3 separate regions of the Mus musculus genome follow, and all the other regions are linked to region 1. The links are chromatin contacts, called in public capture Hi-C and promoter capture Hi-C maps. All regions are on one chromosome and are shown on one strand. The core of a region is the stretch at or near the end of the contact, and the rest is flanking DNA. Distances in the headings are between cores, read along the strand shown.

Evidence for each region. Promoter capture Hi-C pulls out the DNA fragments that hold promoters and counts their contacts. Capture Hi-C pulls out chosen DNA fragments and counts their contacts.
Region 2: a capture Hi-C map of embryonic stem cells shows a contact between it and region 1, with 2.6 times the contacts expected there. The contact joins the promoter of Dvl1 here to the promoter of Tnfrsf18 in region 1. A contact is called at or near these places in 3 of 39 promoter capture datasets (the HPC-7 cell line, cranial neural crest and hematopoietic stem and progenitor cells), 10 of 484 Hi-C or Micro-C datasets (CD4 T cells, the HL-1 cell line, the N1E-115 cell line and 5 more), 10 of 115 datasets of contacts at active chromatin or transcription factors (the 230-238 cell line, the HPC-7 cell line, the SCID.adh cell line and 3 more) and 4 of 9 other capture datasets (adipose tissue, embryonic stem cells, liver and 1 more).
Region 3: a contact with region 1 is called in a promoter capture Hi-C map of liver. The contact joins the promoter of Mrpl20 here to the promoter of Tnfrsf18 in region 1. A contact is called at or near these places in 6 of 39 promoter capture datasets (the HPC-7 cell line, embryonic stem cells, hippocampal neurons and 2 more), 2 of 115 datasets of contacts at active chromatin or transcription factors (the 230-238 cell line and effector CD8 T cells) and 1 of 9 other capture datasets (pancreatic islet).

What each region holds. Positions count from the first base shown.
Region 1 is chr4:156,024,208-156,028,436 of GRCm38.p6, forward strand. Tnfrsf18 (tumor necrosis factor receptor superfamily, member 18) reads left to right here and starts at 2,115. Exons shown (of 5, transcript NM_009400.3): 1 at 2,115-2,330; 2 at 3,109-3,231; 3 at 3,755-3,842; 4 at 4,014-4,216. The coding sequence starts at 2,180. All of the region lies in intron 2 of Gm16008 (predicted gene 16008), which reads right to left.
Region 2 is chr4:155,844,571-155,849,039 of GRCm38.p6, forward strand. It overlaps Dvl1 (dishevelled segment polarity protein 1), which reads left to right and starts at 2,832. Exons shown (of 15, transcript NM_010091.5): 1 at 2,832-3,334. The coding sequence starts at 3,165.
Region 3 is chr4:155,801,276-155,805,376 of GRCm38.p6, forward strand. Mrpl20 (mitochondrial ribosomal protein L20) reads left to right here and starts at 1,603. Exons shown (of 5, transcript NM_025570.3): 1 at 1,603-1,820; 2 at 2,098-2,467; 3 at 2,558-2,668. The coding sequence starts at 2,381.

The sequences.
Region 1 (4,229 bases), core at 865-3,364:
AAAGCAAGCGCATGAAAGGACACGTGATGAAGGATTCTTTGCTAATTACAGGCATGCTTTCCTTCAGCACGTGGAGGACACATGATATTTGGAGGGAGTAAAAATAGGACTCCACCGAGTGTTGGAGAGAGAGCTTGGCTTGCTGATACATCTAGCTGTACACCGCTCATGTGTCTTGAGTCTTCACTGATCTTTGCTTCCCTGAGAGAGACAGAGCCAAGAACTTCTAGTGTTTCTGTTAGTCCTTCCTGGCCTGGCTGGCTGCTAGGGCATGTCACCGCTGTTGCTAACCTGACTCTACTGAACTGGTGTATCTGTGAAGTGTTTGCAAGTAGACCTAGCTGCGACTGCCTGCTGACCTGTGAACTGAACTGCCGATTTCCAGACAACACAGACAGGAGTTGCTCCAAAGAACCTTTCTAAACAGAGCCACGTCCCCTGTGTCCTTTCTTTCCCACTATGTCTGGTGGGTGGTGGGCTACAAGGGAAGTTAACGCATTTAAGAACCATCATTGGGCTGGTGAGATGGCTCAGTGGGTAAGAGCACCCGACTGCTCTTCCGAAGGTCAGGAGTTCAAATCCCAGCAACCACATGGTGGCTCACAACCATCCGATCACGAGATCTGACTCCCTCTTCTGGAGTGTCTGAAGACAGCTACAGTGTACTTATATATAATAAATAAATAAATAACTCTTTAAAAAAAAAAAAAAAAGAATTAAAAAAAAAAAAAAAAAAGAACCATCATTAAAAGTAAGGGTGAAAAAATTAAAGTTACACCACAGTTATATCCTGAGATGTTCAAATTCACCCTCGGTCCTCCCAACAGTCCTCACTATGTTTCCCTGTGCTTATTCAGCTGGAAGATGTGGGAAGTAAGGCTGAGTACAGCAGAGGACTCCTGACAGAGGCAGGGTTCCAGAACCGTCAGTGGCCACACGAAGAAGCTGTTAGGAGACTCCCAGCACAGCATTGGCTCTCTTTCAGACCCCAGATTAGGCACAAACTACACACAAACACCTGTTCTCACAGAGAGATTCTTTACTAAGCAGGGAAGAAAAGTTAAAGTGGTTGTTTTCTGACTCAGGCACAAAAACAGCAGCAAATGACCTTTCACATGTAATTTTTGTTTGTTTGTTTGTTTGTTTGTTTTTTGAGAAAGGGTTTCTCTGTGTAGCCCTGGCTGTCCTGGAACTCACTCTGTAGACCAGGCTGGCCTCGAACTCAGAAATCTGCCTGCCTCTGCCTCCCGAGTGCTGGGATTAAAGGCGAGCGCCACCACACCCGGCTTCACATGCAATTTTTAAGAAGAGAAAAAGGGGAGGCCTGTGTTAGAATGGATTAGGATGCAGTGGTATATTTTAATTGGGCATGTTAATTAGTTGAACCAAAGGGGTTTTTTGATTGCTGGACTTCAATACTTTGATAGCGGAACCTTGGCAGTCAGCCTCCGGAGGAGGAAATGGCCAAATAAGAGAAAAGACCTTGGTGGGCAGGTAACCCTGAGTTTAGGGGTGTAATCTAGCCAGTCAGAGAGAATGGAAGAGAAGGGCAAGGCCTGTCAGAGCCATGCTGGCCATGTTCAAGAAAATGAGGCTCACCTGTATCTGGGACTCCTTTCTTGTTGTCTAAAATTGTGTGAGGAAGTGAACAAAAGTGGCTCCAGGGAGAGCCAAGCTGGAACTGCCAAGGCTAGACCTGGGCAGGCCACACCGCCCATGGCTTCATGTACTTGCTAGGAATACCTACTTTATGATGATCTTCTTAACGAGGCATGGTGTGTGCTCTGGACTCCTCTCGCTGGCTCTCCTAGTTTCCCAGGCTTAGAGGAACTTCCTGGGGCAGAAGGGGGAAGGGGGTAGTTTTATACAATAAGGGGTGCCCACAGGTGGCAGCAGTGGCACATGTGAATGGGCATCCTTTTCCTCTGTAGCCTAGCCAGGGCGAGTTTGCTGGAGTTGGGAGAGGCATGTAGGGGTTAGGAGATGTCCAGAAAGGGGATAGCTCTGCTCTACACTTCACAGAAGGCCTTTACAAACACCTCAGATGTCTGCCGGAAACTGGAGGTGGAGCTGGCCTGAAGCCCAGTCTGAGGGGTGGGGACAGAGGCAGAGGCAGAGACAAGGCAAGTTGGAGCGGGAACTCCTGAAATCAGCCGACAGAAGACTCAGGAGAAGCACTATGGGGGCATGGGCCATGCTGTATGGAGTCTCGATGCTCTGTGTGCTGGACCTAGGTCAGCCGAGTGTAGTTGAGGAGCCTGGCTGTGGCCCTGGCAAGGTTCAGAACGGAAGTGGCAACAACACTCGCTGCTGCAGCCTGTATGCTCCAGGTAAGGCAAGGAGGAGAGTGGGACTCAGGCTGTAGAGCAGCGCCCTTCCCGACACTCATATGAGGAGGCTGGGCACAGGGCACATGTGAGTTGGTAGGTAAATCTTTGAGTCTGGAGCTCTGATAAGGAGGTAGAGGGACAACTTCCTCTCAGAATGTGGGAGCAGAGGCAAAAGAGGCTGGGAACTTCTCCCTGAAGAAGGATTGGGGATCCAAGATGAAAGAGGACCATCTGTTAGGTGGACCAAACCTTAGCCATCACTGAAGATACTCTTTGTCTGGGTTGGAGTCTCAACATTTCCTCTGGTTTGTCCACTGACTGTGACTTACAATTGTAGGTGTAGGACAGTCTGTGGACCAAAGAAGAATATCTCAGCACCTCACCTTGCCACACTTCTGGTATAGAAAGGGGCAGCTCTGAAGCCCCATGTCTCTGAGATAGAGATGTGGATATCAGTGAAGGCAGCTGATGAGGTTGTTCTAGTCCCTTGAGGGGCAATATGGGGTGAGAATGGGGCAGCATGGGCCCAGGGCCCATAGGAAGCCCCAGGTGACTCCCACATCCAATGGAACTTACGAAACCACAACTTTAGAGCAGTGGGAGGTATATATGCTAGCTGTCAGCCAACTGAAATGAAACAGTGAACTAGACAAAGCTTAGGGTCTTGCAATTGGGGTTGATTGAGAATGGAGCCATAGCACCCTAAATACTTGAAGGATCAGTAGAAGCTCTGGAGAAGGGGCTCTGTCTAATGGCTGAGGCTCTTATTCTTGTCCAGGCAAGGAGGACTGTCCAAAAGAAAGGTGCATATGTGTCACACCTGAGTACCACTGTGGAGACCCTCAGTGCAAGATCTGCAAGCACTACCCCTGCCAACCAGGCCAGAGGGTGGAGTCTCAAGGTATGTTCCTAGGGGACTGATAAAAGCCACAGACAATCATGAGTTGGACCTAGGGCCAAGCTGATATACCCAGTGAGCATGTGTAGACATGTAAGAATGTTTGCAGATAGAGCTCTCACGGGTGCATCTTCTAGGTAGGCAAAGACCTACATCCTAGATTCTAGAAGGGATAGGTGGGTCAAGTGGTCTCTGGGTACCCGAGCCCTTCTTCTTAGGCAGGAATGGTCCATCGTGAGGGTGGGGATGTCTTCTCAGGGATGTTGGTGAGAGGCTGTGGGGAGCTGCCCAGGTGCTGGTCTGCTCTCAGACTATTATTATTCTGACTATGGTCAGATCTTACCACCAATCCTGTCCGTCTTCATAGGGACCAATGTATCATGCCAGTTCTAGAATAGGCACACATGGTAAGCAATAGCTTATTCAGGCCCTAGACCTGTGGACATTAGACCTGGTGAATAGATAGACCCTTGTCTGACTCCTTCTTCATTAACTTCAGGGGTCCTAATATTCTGTCTATCCACAGGGGATATTGTGTTTGGCTTCCGGTGTGTTGCCTGTGCCATGGGCACCTTCTCCGCAGGTCGTGACGGTCACTGCAGACTTTGGACCAAGTAAGTCCTGGATGAGTAGCCTAGGCCCGTTCTAAGAAAGCCTCCCCTATCCCTTTCTTGCAGTGACCACCAGAGAACCCCCATTCTTCTCCCAAATGGCTTAGGGGACAGCAGTCCTTCTAGTGTGGTCCCTTTGGTAACCAATCCTGACAGTGTCTGTCTGTGTCCCAGCTGTTCTCAGTTTGGATTTCTCACCATGTTCCCTGGGAACAAGACCCACAATGCTGTGTGCATCCCGGAGCCACTGCCCACTGAGCAATACGGCCATTTGACTGTCATCTTCCTGGTCATGGCTGCATGCATTTTCTTCCTAACCACAGTCCAGCTCGGCCTGCACATATGGCAGCTGAGGAGGCAACACATGTGTCCTCGAGGTCAGTTGTGTCC
Region 2 (4,469 bases), core at 1,582-4,081, 180 kb before region 1:
GACTCAGAGTTTTGGGTAAAAGCAGCTAAGAGAGGGCAAAAATCTCTTTCCTCACTCTCTCTTTAAAAAAAAAAACAAAAACAAAAACAAACAAACAAAACCTGGGACTGGAGAGATGGCTCAGCAGTTAAGAGCACTGGCTGCTCTTCCAGAGGACCCAGGCTCAGTACCCACCGGGCAGCTCACCACTGTAACTCCTGTCCCAAGGAGTTATATCCAACACCCTCACACAGACACTCATGGGAGCTAAACACCAGTGCACATAAAATAAAAATAAACCAAGTCTATAAAAAGCCTTTAGAGCAGGGCGTGGTGGCACACGCCTTTAATCCCAGCACTCGGGAGGCAGAGGCAGGTGGATTTCTGAGTTCGAGGCCAGCCTGGTCTACAAAGTGAGTTCCAGGACAGCCAGGGCTATACAGAGAAACCCTGTCTCGAAAAACCAAAAATCAAAAACAAACAAACAAACAAACAAAAAAGCCTTTAAAATTTTATCATTTTATGTATATGACTATTTCTGTCTGCCTCATGTGTGCAGTACCCCTGGAGGACAGAAGAAGGCTTTGAATTTCCTAGATCTGGAGTTACAGACGGGTGTGAGCAGCCATATGTGTGCTGAGAATTGAACCTGGATCCTCTGGAGGAGAAGCCAGTGTTCTTAACCACTGAGTCATCTCTTTTTTAACCCTCAAACCCCCACCTTTTAAGGATTTATTAACTTATTTATGTGTGTCTTTCTGAACATGCCCATTACAGTATTATGAAGGTTCAAGGCCAGCCTGGTCTACAGAGTGAGTTCCAGGACAGCCAAAGCTACACAGAGAAACCCTGTCTCGAAAAAAACGAAGAAAAAAAAATGTTTGGGAGTTGATTTTCTCCTTAAAAGATATGGGCTACCAGGAAACAAACAGTAATGACCCTTCCCCCCTTTTTTTTCAAAAGACAGTATTTATTTATTTATTCATTCATTTATTTATTTTTGTTTTGAGGCAAGGTCTTACTAAATAACCCTGGCTAGGCTTAGAACTCACAGGGATCCACTTACCTCTGTCCTTCATCCTAGGATTGGATTAAGGCACATGTCATCACATCACATTTTTAATTAATAAAAATTTATTATTTTTTTCATTAACAGTGTGTGCATATAGATAAATGGATGGCATGAATGTGGGGGTCAGGTAGTAACTTCCTCCAGTAGCCTTCAGCCTGCATTATTTGGGTCCTGGGGTTCAAACTCATATTATCAGACATGGCAGCAGACACCTTCTCACTGGTCCAAGAATAGTGGGGGTGAGAAAGGATGACAGTTAGTCACAGGACCTCAGTGACCTTTGAGGTGTGCCCTCTGGCCCCATCAGAGATCACACTGCTACTGGACAAGGCTACTTCTGGAAAGGGACAGGTTCTCGCATCACAACCATCTCTTCTACAGTAGAAACTGTCCCATCAGCGTCAGTACCATGGCTCCTACCTTCTATAATTGGGCGAGTCAGCTGGGAATCAAGGGCATCTGGGTTATGGGAACCCCTTTATTTGATTGCTTCTGACCCATAGACCAGTCGTAGCTTGGGTCAAGGGGCACTCAGGAAAGGATCTGTCTTCCTTCTCCTTTGGGCAGACCCTCTGAGGCCATCTTGCTGATTTCTTTCTTTCTTTCTTTTGTGTGTGTGTGTGTGTGTGTGTGTGTGTGTGTGTGTGTGTGTGTGTGTGTGTGTGTGTGTTTTCCCAGACAGGGTTTCTCTGTGTAGCCCTGGCTGTCCTGGAACTCACTCTGTAGACCAGGCTGGCCTCGAACTCAGAAATCCGCCTGTCTCTGCCTCCCGAGTGCTGGGATTAAAGGCGTGCGCCACCACGCCCGGCTGCCTGGTGCCTTCAGGTTGCTTTTGTAGAGATTCAAGGAAGGCCAGCTACTGGCAAGGGAAGAATAGGTTTCCAGGATAGCAATGGAAGCAAAGGGGAGAACTCTGCTTAGGTTGACTTCAGCGGCCTTTAGTATGCATTCAATGCCTACCTCTGAGTCCTCCAGGCAGTGGTGGGATCTTTCCTTGTGCGGGCTTCGTGTCTGGGGATGGTCCAAGGTCACAACAGGCACCCCTTTTCTTCATCACTGATCAATATCCTATGTCTTCCCCCATTCTTACTGGTCAGTGAATCACTCCCTCTAATGGTCTTAGGCCATCCTGGACTGAGGGGCGGACCTGGTCTTCCTTGGTCTGCAGAGGACACCTGGCTGGTTGGATCTACAGTATCCAGGGCTAAAATTCCTTTGGCTTCAATTGCAGCCTGGGCCTTGCCTGGACATCTGTGTGGATACCTACTTGAGTTTCTTGGAGATCCGACGGGACAAGGCAGTGGGCATAAGAATTGAGCTCAGGATTAGCATGGGGGCACAGTGAGGCTCTCGCTGTTTGGGCTAGGCATAGGTATCTTCAGATTCTTATAGGGCGCCTGAAGCCGCCCGAGCGGACAGTGCCTCCACATTCTGAGCACCTAGAAGGAGAATCAGGACCGGCCTAACCTAAGGACACTCCTCTGCTCCCTGGCAGACCTTATTGGCTCAAGGGGAGCGATCTTTCCAGGGTTTCTCTGTCTTTCTGGGGTCCAGCGTGCCCACCTGCCCAGAAACCTCAGACCCAAACGCCTCAAGGATCGCAGCCTGTTGGGAATCTGGGCTCCACCCCAAGACAGCGCTCGGAGAGACCCGACCGGCCAGGCCTTCTGAGCCCGCCCAGTCCCACCCCGGTTGCCCCGCCCGTGCGCAAGCCGTAGCCCCGCCCCGCCGGACCCGCTCTGCGCGTGCGCAGTCCCGCCCCGCCCGCGCTGCGGGCGACTAGTGACGTCACCGGCCCCGAAGCGCCCTCCGGCGGCGGCGCGCTCCACCCCAGCAGGCGGTTCGTGAACAGCCCGAGGGGGCGGCGGGCCGCGGGAGCCCTCAGAGCCGCTTTCCCTGGCGCCCGCTCCGGGGCCGCGGCGGATGGGCGGCCGCGGGCCGCGGGGCGACAGGCGGGGAACGGGTGCGAGCCGGGACCGGGAGGGGCGGCCGCGCCAAGGGGCCGCGGGGCGGCCGGGCGGGGCGCGGGCCGGCGGTTTGGGAGGGCGCCCCGCGTCCGAGAGGCGAGCCGGGCCCTGACGCCGCGCGGGTTCCGCGTCGCCCCTGCCGCGCCATGGCGGAGACCAAAATCATCTACCACATGGACGAGGAGGAGACGCCGTACCTGGTCAAGCTGCCCGTAGCTCCCGAGCGCGTCACGCTGGCCGACTTCAAGAACGTGCTCAGCAACCGGCCGGTGCACGCCTACAAATTCTTCTTCAAGTCCATGGACCAGGACTTCGGGTCAGTGGGCCGCGCGGCCTGGGCAGGGGCGCTGGCCTCCTCCCGCGCCTGTGTGCACGAGCTGGCACCTGTCCGCGCCGGCTGGGCTTTCGGGTCTGGGGACGTCAGAGAGCGCCCCCGTCGCCGGCAACCCTGCTGCGCATCTACAGCAGGTGTAGGTAGAGTTTCTGCGCCCAGTGACCCTGAGTGTGGCAAGCTGGGGTTCCGAGCCACTGACTACCCTCTGGGTAGGCCAGACAGTTCTTTCTGACGGACAGGCGAGGGCCCAGGCTTTCTGACCACCATCCACTGGTGCTCCTGTGCCCAGCTGGTCCATGTTGGGTGCCGAAGGCCACTCTTAAAGCCAACTCCCTTCTCTCTGGTTAAGCACAGAGCCTGATGCGTTCCTCCTCTGTGGATGGAAACCCGGGGCTCAGGACTGCCCTGGTGGGTGTGCAGTTTATGCGGGGGGTGGGGGGTGGGATCACGGAGAAGGATTGGGGGTTTGTGGCTCCTAGCACCCAGTGGATCCTCCGCTTGAGATGGGGTAATGTGAAATAGGTGGCTCATAGGCACCCGCCTGTTTTCTGGAACTTAGAAAAGTTTTGAAGCCTGAAAACAGACTCTTCCAGGTCCCTCTAGAGTCCCTGTGGCAAGGCAGAGAGGTCAAGGGTCACTGGAAACCAAGAAGCTTCATTCCGTGTACCCTGCCCCCTTGGTTCCTGGCTCCTGTGCCTCTGACCTTTCTGAACCACACAACATTTGCATTCCTGGGAGGTGCTCGGTTCATCTCCTGACTTGAGTCAACTTCTAATGTAGTGTTTTTCCTAGCTGAATGGCTGTGGTGGTCTCAGGAGAAGGGACTTCCCTATTGGAGTTAAGCTGGGCCTCTGGACGCTGAGCCAGGGACTGGCAGTGCAACAGAGGCCTGACAGGGCATAGCCACAGAAACTTGAGTCCATGGCTTGGCAGTGATTGGGGGGTGGGGAGGCAGGGTAGCATGCTTAGGCCCTGTGGGTGGAGCAGGTGTGCTTGGTGCCCTTGTGTGTGGCTCCATCTCAGGGCTTTGACATTGAGGCGATTTCCTGGATTCCATGGTTGCAGGGTCCCTGGGCAGCCCATCGGTCAGGTCAAGCTTGGACTTCTTCCTGGCCCT
Region 3 (4,101 bases), core at 353-2,852, 220 kb before region 1:
GTAGCTGTCTTCAGACACTCCAGAAGAGGGCATCAGATTTCTTTATGGATGGTTGTGAGCCACCATGTGGTTGCTGGGATTTGAACTCGGGACCTTCAGAAGAGCAGTCGGCGCTCTTAACCACTGAGCCATCTCTCCAGCCCCCCTGTTGGCATTCTTACTTGGACTGTGTGGTTGGGCTTCAGAGGGAGAGGATGTGCCTAGTCCTGTTGGGACTAGATGTCCTAGGGTGGGGTGGTACCCAAGGGGGGGGGCTCTCCTTTCTCTGAGGAGAAGGGGAGTGGGTGAGAGTGGGAGGGATTTGTAAGGGTGGGACTGGGAGAAGGGGGTGCTGCAATTGGATGTAAAGTGAATACAAAAATAAATTATTGAAAAAAAAAAAGAAAAAACAAGAACCTACAAAAGAACATGAGAAACACTCAAAGACATAAAAACTCAAATTCAGAAACCATAATTGTTTAGTTTCAGATCCTGGGACAGGGAACTCAGGTACATATTTTACATATCAAAGCAGACCTGGCTTGCAGGTTCTCCCAGCATCCCTCAGTTCCTACCTGGCAAGGACACTCTGCCCCCAACCTTAAACTTTCCAGCCCAGGGACTGAGCTGCCCTTCCACCAAAGGCTCCTCCCTATGTAAGCCAGACATTTTGGCCAATCCTCCTCTCTCAATCCTTTGGGCCAAACCTACCTTTAAATGTTCTAATCTGACTTGAATTGGCTCATTTCACCTGTGAAGAAATAACCTATCATCATCAATAATATAAGCAAACGAACAGTAAAGTTAAAAAAAATTCCCAAACAAAACAATATGAGACCCCCCCAAAAAAAATCTCCCAAAATACCTTTGAATTTGTTTTCTGTTGGCCATCTGGACCTGGGGCCTGCCCTTAAGGTGTGGTTTGTAGTATACTATGTAAGACTCCCTGTGTAAGACTTTCCCTCAAGGAAAAACTAATTTTTCTTTTAGGAGCAGCTGGCAATTGGAGATAGCTTCTTGGTTGGGGATGAGAGTCCATGTCTACTTCCTCATCTGGGACCTGACAGACAAATGTTTTACTTTGTTGTTTTTTGAGACAGGGTTTCTCTGTGTAGCCCTGACTGTTCTGGGACTCATTCTGTAGACCAGGCTGGCCTTGAACTCAAGACATCCATCTCCCTCTGCCTCCTGAGTGGATCGAAGGCATGTGCCACCACCATCTGGCTTGGTGGCCAACTTTTTTTTTTTTTTTTTTTTTTGCTTTTCGAGACAGGGTTTCTCTGTGTAGCCCTGGCTGTCCTGGAACTCACTTTGTAGACCAGGCTGCCCTCGAACTCAAGAAATCTGCCTGCCTCTGCCTCCCAAGTGCTGGGATTAAAGGCGTTCGCCACCACCTCCCGGCGGTAGCCAACTTCTTACTCAGACCTTTACTCCAAGTAAAGCTGGTGAATAAGCTAAATTCTGCTGTTGTTTTCTTTCTTTCTTTCTTTTTCTTTTTTAAAAAGATTTATTATATCTAAGTACATTGTAGGTGTCTTCATACTCTCCAGAAGAGGGCGTCAGATCTAACTACGGATGGTTGTGAGCCACCACGTGGTTGCTGGGATTTGACTTTCGGAAGAGCTGTCAGTGCTCTTAACCCTCTCTCCAGCCCCAATTCTGCTGAGTTGACTGCGAGTCCCACTCCGACTGTCAGCTTCGCCTTCATCTCGGTAGAGCTTGTATCTCCCACAGCTCCAGGAGCTCAGCCCTCCACCCCCCGAAACTTGGCCTCTGTACCTGCGGGAGGTTGGGCTCCATCCCCAGGATACATCTTCAGGACAGTAGATACCTTTGTTCATGTGAGCCTTTGACTCAGACTAGCTGTCTTTGGAATGGGTTTACTTGATTTAATTTCCTTTACTTTCTTTTCCTTTTCTTAAACATACTGTTCACATGGCTATTCTTATTTATTTATTCATTTATTCATTCATTCATTTATTTATTTGGGCGTCAGATCTTGTTACAGATGGTTGTGAGCCACCATGTGGTTGCTGGGATTTGAACTCTAGAAGAGCAGTCGGGTGCTCTTACCCACTGAGCCATCTCACCAGCCCAATTTCTTTTACTTTCCTTTAGGGTCAACTGATGCCCACAGAAGAGCGGACCACCGAGTGTTCCTTGGCGGTTTCTGTAGATCTGATTTCCGTCCGGGACTGCTCGCCATCCCCGCCCGCGGGGCTTCCTCCAGTTTATGCTCTAACCATTCTCCCGCGTGCGGACGGTCTGGCACAACGGAACTGAGGGAGCGAGTCTAGAGGCGCCCCGGAAGACAGTGCTCGCACACATCCGGCAGGGCTGGCCTGTCTGACCGTTGACCCGGAAGCGCTTCTGGCAGCCGGTCGGGCTTCGGGAGCCCATCATGGTCTTCCTCACGACGCGGCTCTGGCTGCGGAACCGCCTCACCGATCGCTATTGGCGGGTTCAGGAGGTGCTGAAACACGCTCAGGTGAGTGCGCGAGTCGCGGCCCGAGGCGTGGGGCGGGGGTGGAGGGCCGCGCTGCCATCCCGACACCCTTCTCCCCTCTTCTTCATCCAGCATTTTCGGGGAAGGAAGAATCGCTGCTACCGCCTGGCCGTCAGGGCGGTGACCAGAGCCTTCGTTAAGTGTACGAAGGCCCGCAGACTTAAGAAGCGGAACCTGAGGACCGTAAGCCCGACCCCAACCCCCAGCTTGTCCTTCATCTCCCTAGAGCTAGGCTCTCTTCCAAACCGGCTTCGGGAGCTCAGCCCTCCATGCCCCCGGAGCTTAGCCTTCTGTAGCCGCAGGATGTTGACTTTCATTCCCGAGGAATTCCCTTTACATGTTTGGGCAAAAGTGGTTTTTTGTTTTGTTTTGTTTTGTTTTGTTTTGTTTTGTCATTTGTGAAAGCTGTACTTGTGCGCTGGGTTATAGTTCTTGTAAGTACTTATGAGCTAAGTCAACAGGGCCATAAGAAATGTCATTTCTGACCTTGACAGTAAGAACGTGTTCCCTAAAGGCTCAGCAGATATAGATATAGAGGACATGCTGGTCTTCTATAGCAACTCAAAACTGTCTATACTTCTAGCTCCAAGGGATTTGACTCATTTTGGTCTCCATGTGCACCCACCCACACACATCCTCACAGGACATATCCAAATATATACAAATTAAACAAAACAAACAAACAAACAAACAAACCACCCCAGGACTCCCTAACCTGAATGTGGGTACAGCATGATGGTTGTGTTCACTGTGTGGACAGTGTTGTTGTGGGTTTCTGTTCTGTTCTCAGCTGCACGGGCCTTTGAAGTAGAGTGGTCCTGCCTCGGGACCTGGTGATTTGTTCAGGCCCAAAGTTTCCAGTAGTGTTGTGAACACATGGGAGCATCCATTTACGGGAAGTGAACATTTGCTGCCATTGATGAGGGCCTGGATCAGTCCTGGTCACCCTGAGATTTTTTTTTAGAAAATGCACACTTTCTTTAAAGGACCTACTCTGAGTGTGTTGAGTTAGGCTCTAGAAGGAGAGCCCAACAATTTGTGTTAACAAACTTCCAGAGAGTCTAATACAGGAGCTTTAGGGACTACAGTACCTTTGTAAAGAATGCTTAAAAGAGCCCCCCACCCCTCCAAAAAGCTCAAAGCAAAACCCAAACCTATTACTATCTAATGTGTAAGAACAGAGGCACATTGGGGTTGCACTGAAGAAATCCACAGTTGCTCCTCTTCTGGCAAGGGCCACTTTGATTCCCTCCAGACAGATGTTAAGGTGTTTGTCAGTGTGTAGCACAGACTCTACTAATCCAAACGAGCCAGATCCTCCAAGAACCCTTTCTCCCTTCATAGAGTTGAGTTCCTGTGTCTGCCACAGAATCTCAACCTTTGTCTTACTGGTACATACAAATAGTTTGCTGACTTCCTTGTCTGTTTTAACTGAGAAGAAGGCACTACTGAGACTGAATGGACCTAGGGCCTTGAACATGCTAGGCATGGACTCTGTGTGTGCATGTACTCCTGCATATGCTCAAATGTGGAGGCTCGAGGGTTGTTTTCGGGAGTTTGTTTTTGCCTTCTACCGTGTTGAGGCAGAATCTGCCTTGCTGTTCCTGCTGTACTTT